2 separate regions of the Mus musculus genome follow, and region 2 is linked to region 1. The links are chromatin contacts, called in public promoter capture Hi-C maps. All regions are on one chromosome and are shown on one strand. The core of a region is the stretch at or near the end of the contact, and the rest is flanking DNA. Distances in the headings are between cores, read along the strand shown. Region 1 overlaps Klc1 (kinesin light chain 1). Region 2 has its middle 8.0 kb from the start of 5033406O09Rik.

Evidence for each region. Capture Hi-C pulls out chosen DNA fragments and counts their contacts.
Region 2: a promoter capture Hi-C map of liver shows a contact between it and region 1. The contact joins two enhancer-like sites. A contact is called at or near these places in 1 of 15 datasets of contacts at CTCF or cohesin (large pre-B cells), 1 of 484 Hi-C or Micro-C datasets (bone marrow-derived macrophages), 2 of 115 datasets of contacts at active chromatin or transcription factors (embryonic stem cells and regulatory T cells) and 3 of 9 other capture datasets (adipose tissue, liver and pancreatic islet).

What each region holds. Positions count from the first base shown.
Region 1 is chr12:111,789,164-111,793,661 of GRCm38.p6, forward strand. It overlaps Klc1 (kinesin light chain 1), which reads left to right. Exons shown (of 16, transcript NM_001025360.2): 13 at 162-323. Among named protein-coding and RNA genes, the nearest start is that of Xrcc3, 22 kb to the right of the region's middle. Within about 2 kb of position 1,643, at least 24 of the 459 cell types and tissues checked have an H3K27ac peak or open chromatin away from gene starts, as enhancers often do. A contact at or near this core is called in liver, where this site is marked.
Region 2 is chr12:111,934,403-111,938,587 of GRCm38.p6, forward strand. No RefSeq gene overlaps it. Among named protein-coding and RNA genes, the nearest start is that of 5033406O09Rik, 8.0 kb to the right of the region's middle. Within about 2 kb of position 2,544, at least 65 of the 459 cell types and tissues checked have an H3K27ac peak or open chromatin away from gene starts, as enhancers often do. A contact at or near this core is called in liver, where this site is marked.

The sequences.
Region 1 (4,498 bases), core at 393-2,892:
ACTGACCACATGCCCTCTGACCTCTTCCACATGGCTCTGTAGCAGGCACGCAGCAACAGCAAAGAGAATTTGACCTTGTCCCTAGTGAAGCTCAGATACTGAGACGCCTTCTGAGATGTCAGTGCTAACGGGCCACCCGTTCTCCCCTGCCTGGCTCACAGGGTCTTGACAATGTTCACAAACAGAGAGTGGCTGAAGTGCTAAATGACCCTGAGAGCATGGAGAAGCGGAGGAGCCGGGAGAGTCTCAATATGGACGTGGTCAAGTACGAGAGTGGCCCTGACGGAGGGGAGGAAGTGAGTATGAGCGTAGAGTGGAATGGGGTAAGTACAGCGCGCTGGCTGCACCGGGCAGGACCTGCCGGCCTCCCCAGCGGCACTCGCTAGCTGTCGTGTCTCACGCTAGACTCGCCACTTTTCGCAAATTAAGCATCAGGGAAGCTTTCTGTAAGTCCTAACTTCTGCTAACTCGGAAGCTGTGTTGCTTGCAGTAGTTTTCTTTAGGAATCCCTGAAAGCTGACTGGCCTCTTGTAGAGCATGTGTGCACGCTGATTGAGTGTCCTGGCCGTGCAAAAACCTTGTCCACACTCTGGTCTCCTGTAACCCGGGGATGAGCATGGGCATGGCTGACTAACTGACTTTCCTAACTCCCCATGTCCTGCTAACTCAGTGCTCTTGACACCGCTCAGGAGGCTGCCCTGGGGCTGCTAGAGTGCCTTGCCGGGAGCTGACGCTAAGTGCAGCTCAGACAGCAGCTCAGAGCAGGTGCACTAGGGCTGGTCTCCACACCGCCACCTGACAGGGCTCCCGACTTTTTGACTTAGAACTACCTGCTTGTGTATGATACAGACTGTGTCAGAGGTCTGTGTCGGCCCTGCTCCTTCAGCCCCCCACCCCCCGGAGGTCTTCACCACTGCTTCCTACCCAGGGTTGTGGGCAGTGTGAGTGTCAGCTCCTGTGGCCACTGCTTCCTACCCAGGGTTGTGGGCAGTGTGCGAGTGTCAGCTCCTGTGGTGGACTGGTGTCTCTGGAGCGGATTAAGAGGGTTCAGCAGACCAGGCCTATCACATACTGTCACTATGCGGCTTTGTAAATCATTGCTTAGGACTTTGATCCAGCCTGTCCTGGGGCTTGGGTTGATTGGCTCTAGGATTTTCTTAGCTGCAGTAGTTTGGAGGAGCCAGGGTCCTGACTGAACTTTGTGTGAAATGTCAGTGGCCACAGTGAAGGGTGACATCCTCTCTCTGTCTAGCAGCGGTCTCGTGCCAGCACAGCCAGTCAGCATCCACTGTGACTGCTGAGCCTTGTTGGGCAGTGGTCCTAAACTGCAGCAGAGGCCTGGGCCTTCCTGCCCATGCCTGTCCTGTCAGCACTCTGGACTGCACTCTTACTTCGCTCCAGTCCTGCATGCTTGTCCAGAGGGCCTGTTCCGCTTGGTGGCTGGCGGCTTGCAGACTTACCTGCTCTCGAGTGAAGCTGCAGGGGGCTCTTTCCTGAGACAGTATTTCTAGGTCTGTATGTATGTGAGTCCTGCGCCAGACACAATGTCCACAACTCCGAGTCCCACACCTGCCCTGGGCACTGGGGGAGGAGTTCACGGGAGGGTGTTGTTGTTGTGTGTGTTCACGCACACAAGTGTGTGCACACAGTGTGTGGTAGAGATTGACCTCTGCTTTGTGCATGTTAGGCAACTGCTGTATGACTGAACTGTGTCCACAGCCTTGTTTGTTTTGAGTCTCCGTGTGTAGCCCAAGTTGTCCTGGTACTTACTTGGAGTCCCTCCTACCTCAGCCTTCTGGGTGCTGGGAAGACAGGTGTGCACAGCACACTTAGCTTACAATTATACCTTGTTTCTTTTTCCGTGTGTGTGTGTGTGTGTGTGTGTGTGTGTGCATGTGTGTGTTTAAGACAGGGATTCTATAAAGTATTGAACATAGGGCCTTACACATGCTAGGCAAGGCCTTTTCCCCTTAGCTGAGTCACTCATGTACTCACTCTTACACTTTCACTCATACACATACTCACATACTCACTCATACACTCACACACTCACTCATGCACACTCTCACGTACCCACACTCACTCATTCACTCCCACACTCACACACTCATATTTACACTCACTATCACACTCACACTCTCACACTCATCCACACTCACCTACACTCTCACTTATTCTCACACTCATACATTCACACACTCATACTCGCTCACTCACTATCACACTCACCCACACTCACTCACACATACACACTCACTCTCCCTCCCTCCCTCACTATGTATCCCTGGCTGGTCTGAAGCTTGCTGTATTGGCCAGGTTGGCCTTGATCTCAGAGGGATGCCTGCCTCTGACTCAGGTTCTAGGGTTAGAGCGCCACCACTAAGCCTGAACTCCCAGCGATGCTGCCTCTGCCTACCTCCCGAGTGCTGGATTAAAGGCAGGCCTCACCACCTCCTGGGTTACACTTGTAATTTTTAGAGAGATTTCAGTGCTCTTTAAAATACCGCAGCTGTCCATCCTTTGTTCTCCTGGGTATTTACAGCTTCAGCCTGATGAATTCACAGAACAGATGGTAGTTGATTAAATCACAGAAACAATTTATATGGGAATTCAGGGCTTTTTTTCAGTGTTCAGAAATAGACTTTAAAACAGGATAATGTTTGTCAAAGGCAAGGCTTGCTAGGTAGCAACCGTGGCTATGCAGATGCGTGGCTGTGTGGTCGAGGAGGCCGAGAGCGAGGGCATGAAGACAGTGAGCTTGCCTGGGAGGACAGCAGTTCCTCTTCAGTGTGTCTTATGATGATGGTGATCACGCCTCATGGAAACGGGCTCCTGCAGGCTTCCTCGGGTCTGAGATATGAGAAATATGATGTGAGATATGATGTGGCTCTAGCAGGCACTGCTATAGTAGGTCACTCTCTAGTAGGGTGCATTCCTGCGAAAGCTGCTTTGTGGACATTGAGTCTTTTCTAGATAAAAGTCAGATTTCTTAGTTACCCAATATCCATGTGATTCTGTGTCTGTTGTGAAAGTTGTGCTCCAGGACAGCCTCCACCTTGGCTCCTTTTTCTTGGGGCCCTTGAGAAGCAGTCTCCTGCCCCTCTTCTCTTAAACCATATTGCTCTTGTGCTGAGATTTCTACAAGTCTGAGTGTGTGTGTGTGTGTGTGCGTGTGTACACTGTGCCAGTACTAGGGATTGAAACATCCCTGTGGAAGGGAAGGGCTCTACAACTGACTGTATCCCTGCCTGCTTCACTTTGTTTGAGACAGAATGCTGTGGAGCCCAGGCTGGTCTGGAGACTCAGGCATCTCCTGGGCTAGTTTTTCAGGTGTGTCCATTATGGGTGTGTGCCCTAGTGCCTGGCTTCTACAAGTTGTTGGTTTTTTGTTTTTGGACACAGGGTCTCTCTAAATAGCCCTGGCTGTCCTGAAACTCACTCTGTAGACCAGGCTGGCCTGAATTCACAGAGATCCTCCTGCCTCTGCCTCCCGAGTGCTGGAAGTAAAGGTGTGTGCCATCTTCTTTTGGTCTTTGAGACAGGATCTCACTGTAGCCCTGGTTGGGGAACTCACAGCTATCTGTGTGCCTGTGAATTCTGAGCTCTGGAATTAAAGGTGTGAACCATGAGGCCTACTTTGACTTTCACAGGTTCCAATGCGTGAAATTTCTACTTCAGGGCCTTAGGGAACGAAGGAGCTGTTAGTCCAAAGTACAGTTTTATCTATACTAAGAGGGCAGCAAGAGTATACTAAAAGAAGTTTTAAAAATGCTACACCTATAATTCTATTGTACAGAGATACTAAATACTAAAATCAGTACATTATGTGATTTATTTCTGTTTAGAAACCCACTTTGAGAGCTTACAAAATGTCTCAGCTGATAAAGGCAGTTGCCATTCAAGTGATCTGGAGTTTAATTCCCAGGACGTCCATGGTGGACAGTTATCCTCTAAACACTGGGTAACATGTGCAAGTGCGCTCTCTCTCTCTCTACACACACACACACACACACACACACACACACACACACACACACACGATCCATGTAACTTAAAAAAGAAACCCACTTATGGGTTTATACAATAGGAACGTCTTTTGTGTCAGAACACAGTGAGCCTCCGACCCTAGAGCCAGGCTGTTGGGAATTTGTCTTCTTGAGTTCTAGTCAGCCATTATCCATCTCCCCTGGGGTGCAGGTGCTGAGTGCACAGCCTGCCACCTCTGTTGACTGAGGTGGTGGGCGGCTGCTCCCCTGGGCCCTCAAGCTTCTAGGTGGGGGTGGCTGCCTGGACCGAGATCCACTGTGATCCATTTGAACCCAGGGGAGGGAGGCGAGCGTCTTGCTGTGGGGCACAGACATAAGGGCAGTAGGGCCTGCTGTGTGTGTTTAGAGTCCTCTTCATGACAGACGGCGGGATGGGTGTTTTCTTGTCCTCCTGGCACTCACGAGCCATTGGTAACAAGTTTTATTTTTCGTTTTAAAGATGAGAAAGATGA
Region 2 (4,185 bases), core at 1,294-3,793, 150 kb after region 1:
TTCAGCAAAAGGTTAACTAATGCATGCTGCCATTTGACCTTTAATATTTATTTATAGTTAGCTCAAGGGTGGGGGATGGGGGGAGGACCAACAAAAACAAAGTATGTCTGAAAATGCTATAATGAAATCCGAGGGCTGGTGAAGTGGCTGTGAGGTCAAGATGCCTGCAGCCAAGCCCGACTCAATCCCCAGTGACTGTGTGGAAGGAAGAACTGACTTTCAGAAATTGACCTTGGGCCAGGTGCAGTGGAGCACGCCTTTAATCCTAGCACTCAGGAGACAGAAGCAGAAGGGTCTCTGTGAATTCAAGGCCAGCCTGGTCTACTTAGTCGTTCCAGGCCAGCCAGGGCCGCATAGTGAGAACCTGCCTGGGGTTTAGGGGTGGGAGGGAGATTTCTATCAAAGACAGAAACAAACCAACCCACCATAGTTTCTAACACCATTTATATCAATTATCCAGAAGAGACAAATTCATAAAGACAGAGAGTTAGCAGGTGCTGAGGACCGTGGGGAGAGGGCATGCTTGAGTGCTGACAGGTATGGCGGACACATCTTTTCCACCCTGAAAATGGTGGCATTAGGAAGTAGTGACAGATCACGTGACCTTGTGATATAATAAAAACGGTCCACTTTTACACTTTGGGTACAGTTTGGGAGCTGGGAATACAGCTCAGTGGTAGAGTGTGTGCTTAGCGCACTTGAAGTCCTGGTGTTGTCCCCACAACCAAATAAGGAACTGACAAATACATTGTGGTGGTGTCCACTTCTAAACCCAGGTCTTGGGAGGCAGAGGTTCCAGTTTAAGGTCATGCTCAGCTACAGAGCAAGCTCAAGAACAGCCTGGACTGTGTAAGACCATTCTCTAAAAACAAGCACATGAATGAATGAATGAATGAATGATACCTAAGAAAGGAACGTGCCTTATGGTGTAAAAACTATATGTTGGCTGAGAGTTCCTGTTCCAGCTTCCACCTCTCCATGGTCAGCCCCAAATACTGACCATGAACCCTGTCCACCATCAAGCTACAATCAAACACCAAGACACACCAGGAGGTTAAGGCTGGACAAGGATCTTGCAAAGGAGCAGACCTCTCCGGTCATGATCATAATACAAAGTAACTACAGTTCCCTGAGACTGAGCACTTGACGAGGCAGCATCTACCACCGCTAAGGGTTTGTCACGCATCACCACAATAGGCCTCCTGATGACCTTGAGGTCAGTGGTACTGTCCCCATGTTCGGGATGAGGAAACTGAGGCTAAGTGACATCCTATGACAAAGTCTTTGACATGGTGGCTCATGCCTATAAACCCCTGAACTCAGGAGACATAGATAAGAAGATTGTCATGGGTCCCAAAGTTGACTGGCTCTCTGGTGAGGTCCGGGCCAGCCTGGCTATAGAGTGAGAACCTATCCCAAGCAAAACCACGGGAGCTGGAGAGATAGCTAAATGGTTAAGAGTACTTACTGTTCCTCAAGAGGACCCAGGCTCTGTTCCCCAGCACCCAGAGGTGGCTCACAACCATTATAACTCCATTTCTAGGGGATCCATGCCTCTTCTGAACTCTGAGGACTCCTGAACACATGTGGTGCACACACATACTTTAGCACACACACACACACACACACACTAATATATAAGACAAGTATTAAAAAAACAAAAAACAAACAAACAAAAAAAAAACCCAAACTCGAGAGAGCTGGGAGGTAGTTCCTTTGGTAGAAAGCTTGCCTAGAATCCACAAAGCCCCCTGCTTGATACCCAGTACAGCAACTCAAAGCATGGAGGGCACTACTTTAACTGCTGCACTGGAGAGATAAAGACAGTAGAGTCAGAAGTTCAAGGCTATCCTCAGCCTCACAGGGAGTTCTAGACCAACCTGGGTTATATAGACCCTGTCTCAAAGTTAACAAGTAGCACAATTGGTATGGAAAGAAGCCCAGACTTTTCTGTCTGGAAGCTCTTGACTACATTGTGTGTGGGGGGGCATCCTCCCATGATTTATGTCACCCCCATGTCTCCTCCTTCCTTTCCTCCCTTGCTTCTCTTCCCGCACCCCTTTCTCCAGGGGCTCATGTAACCTAACACTGGCCATATCCTTCTGTGGCCAGTGATGGTCGCCCTTGAACTCCTGCTGCCTGCCGCCTCTCCCGCGTGTGATTAAGGTGCACCCCACACCCAGCTTCCACCTCTGTTTTCTGTAACCAGCTGTACGTTTCTTTATGTCTGTCTCAAGCTCTTTCTGCACCTTTCTTGAGAAGGCCCTTTAGTGCAGGGGGAAAAGGTAGCTGTAGGACCTGTCTCTCTGCTTCCGGAACCTTCGCCGTGACCTCAGGCAGGTGCAAACTGGTGGCAGCCACGACCTGTTCCACAAAAGACAAAGAGAAACCTGTTTTTCCTCATCAAGGGTGCTGGAATTAGACAGTGTTTGGTTTTCCCTTGATGGAGGATCGTTCCCTATTCCCACTGGGCAGGAACCAGTTCCTGTTAGGCAGGGCAGCCTGGGCCCCTGCCAGGACCTTGGGGGAGGGGTCTCCTTTCTGGGCCGCTCCAGAGCTCTCTGTTCCTTGGGAGACATCAGAGGTTTAATCATTAATGGGCACGTTTACCTTTGGTTGCCGGCTGCACTGGGATCCGTTCCCAGGAGCAATTATCTCTGACACATTATTTTGTGTAAAATCACTTTTAGCTGATAAAGCTGAAATAAAAGGGGTCCATTACCCAGTGCTGGCCTCTTGGTGTCTGGGGCTCCCTGGGACCTAACCAAGGAGTCAGCCTTTAGGGGCTGTGAAAAGGCTTCTAGAAAACACGCCGAAAAGCCGCCTGATGTGTTTTCAAATCCTCCACGTGTCACCCCCATCTGCGGTTTCTGGGCTTGGCAGAGTGTCCTGGAGGCACGCCCACTTCGCGCAGATCTACCTGGGGCCAGGGAAAGTCGATGACTTGCACCCCCTGTTCCGGGGTCCTGCGTGAAAGCTGTGTGCTCCCCCGCCTCCCAGCCCAGGCTGGGTCCAGGCACTAAGGGGAGGAGGGGCGTCCTTGGTGCTTCAGTCAGTGAGCGCATTGTCTGTGCGCATGTCACCCTTCCCTGACCTTCCAGGTAGCTGGCTGAAAACACACCCATTACTTGGGAGAGCCCCATCAGGCCACCCATTCCCTGGGAGAGCCCGGTCAGGCCCAGCCACCACAGCTGTTACAGCTGTACTGGGGGGGGGGGCGGGGAAGAGACCCTCATGGGAGGGGAACGTTTGCTCTCCTGCTTTTTCTATAACCTCTTCTTCCACCCTAGGTTCCCAGGGTCCCTTCTTGCCATTCTCCCTGCCTTTGAGCTCCATCTGTGACTCACCTTCAGTACTGACTCCCCTACTGAGACATCTATGACCTCCGGCCGCCTCCCCTGACACCCACAGTTCTTTCCCCTCAGCCTTGGGAACCTCCGAGTGCACCTTCACGGTCTTGCTGCTAATTCTTCCCCGATGTGTTTTTGGGTTTGAATGTTTCCACTGCAGAGGCTCGGCAGAGCTAGCTGGCCAGTGGTGGTCCCGCTCCCAGGCTGCTCAGTCAATAGTGCTCGGGCAGGAATAGGCCAAAGACCTGGAGCCATACTGAGAGGCTGAGGAGCTGGGTCTCCGCCAGCTGCTGCCTGTTTTCCTCAGTAGCCCCAGACTCTCCCTCTGTGGTGCTTCTGAGACTGAGCTTCGTTTCCTGATGTTTTGTGAGGCTCAGGCCGATGTGACCTTTGGGGCCTGCCAGGAACCCACCCCCACCCCCACAGCCTGCCCCCACATACTCTGCAATGGTCAGATGCACTCAGAAACTCTAACCAACTTGGGCTTTGTATGATGAAGCCTTGGTGGAAGGAATGGCTGACCAGAGTTGCTGACTGGCGCAGCCCCGTGTGGAGCCTGCTCGCTGTTAACGGAATTCAGGAAACTGAGGAAGATTAAGGTAGAGGACCCAGGGATTTGGAGTCCCAGCTCCACCCTGAGGAGGTCCTGGGCCCGTTCTGGGTCCTGCTAAGAAACCCAGCCCCACTGCCCTGTGAGAGACAGAGCCTGCCTGCATGGAGTTGAGGAGAGATGGCTTCCTAGGCAGCAGGCCTTCTGAGTCCTTCTGACCAGCCCCCTTTTTTTGCACCCTGCTATAATCACATTCCCCAGGCACAGTGCTTGCCCAGCTGGTCT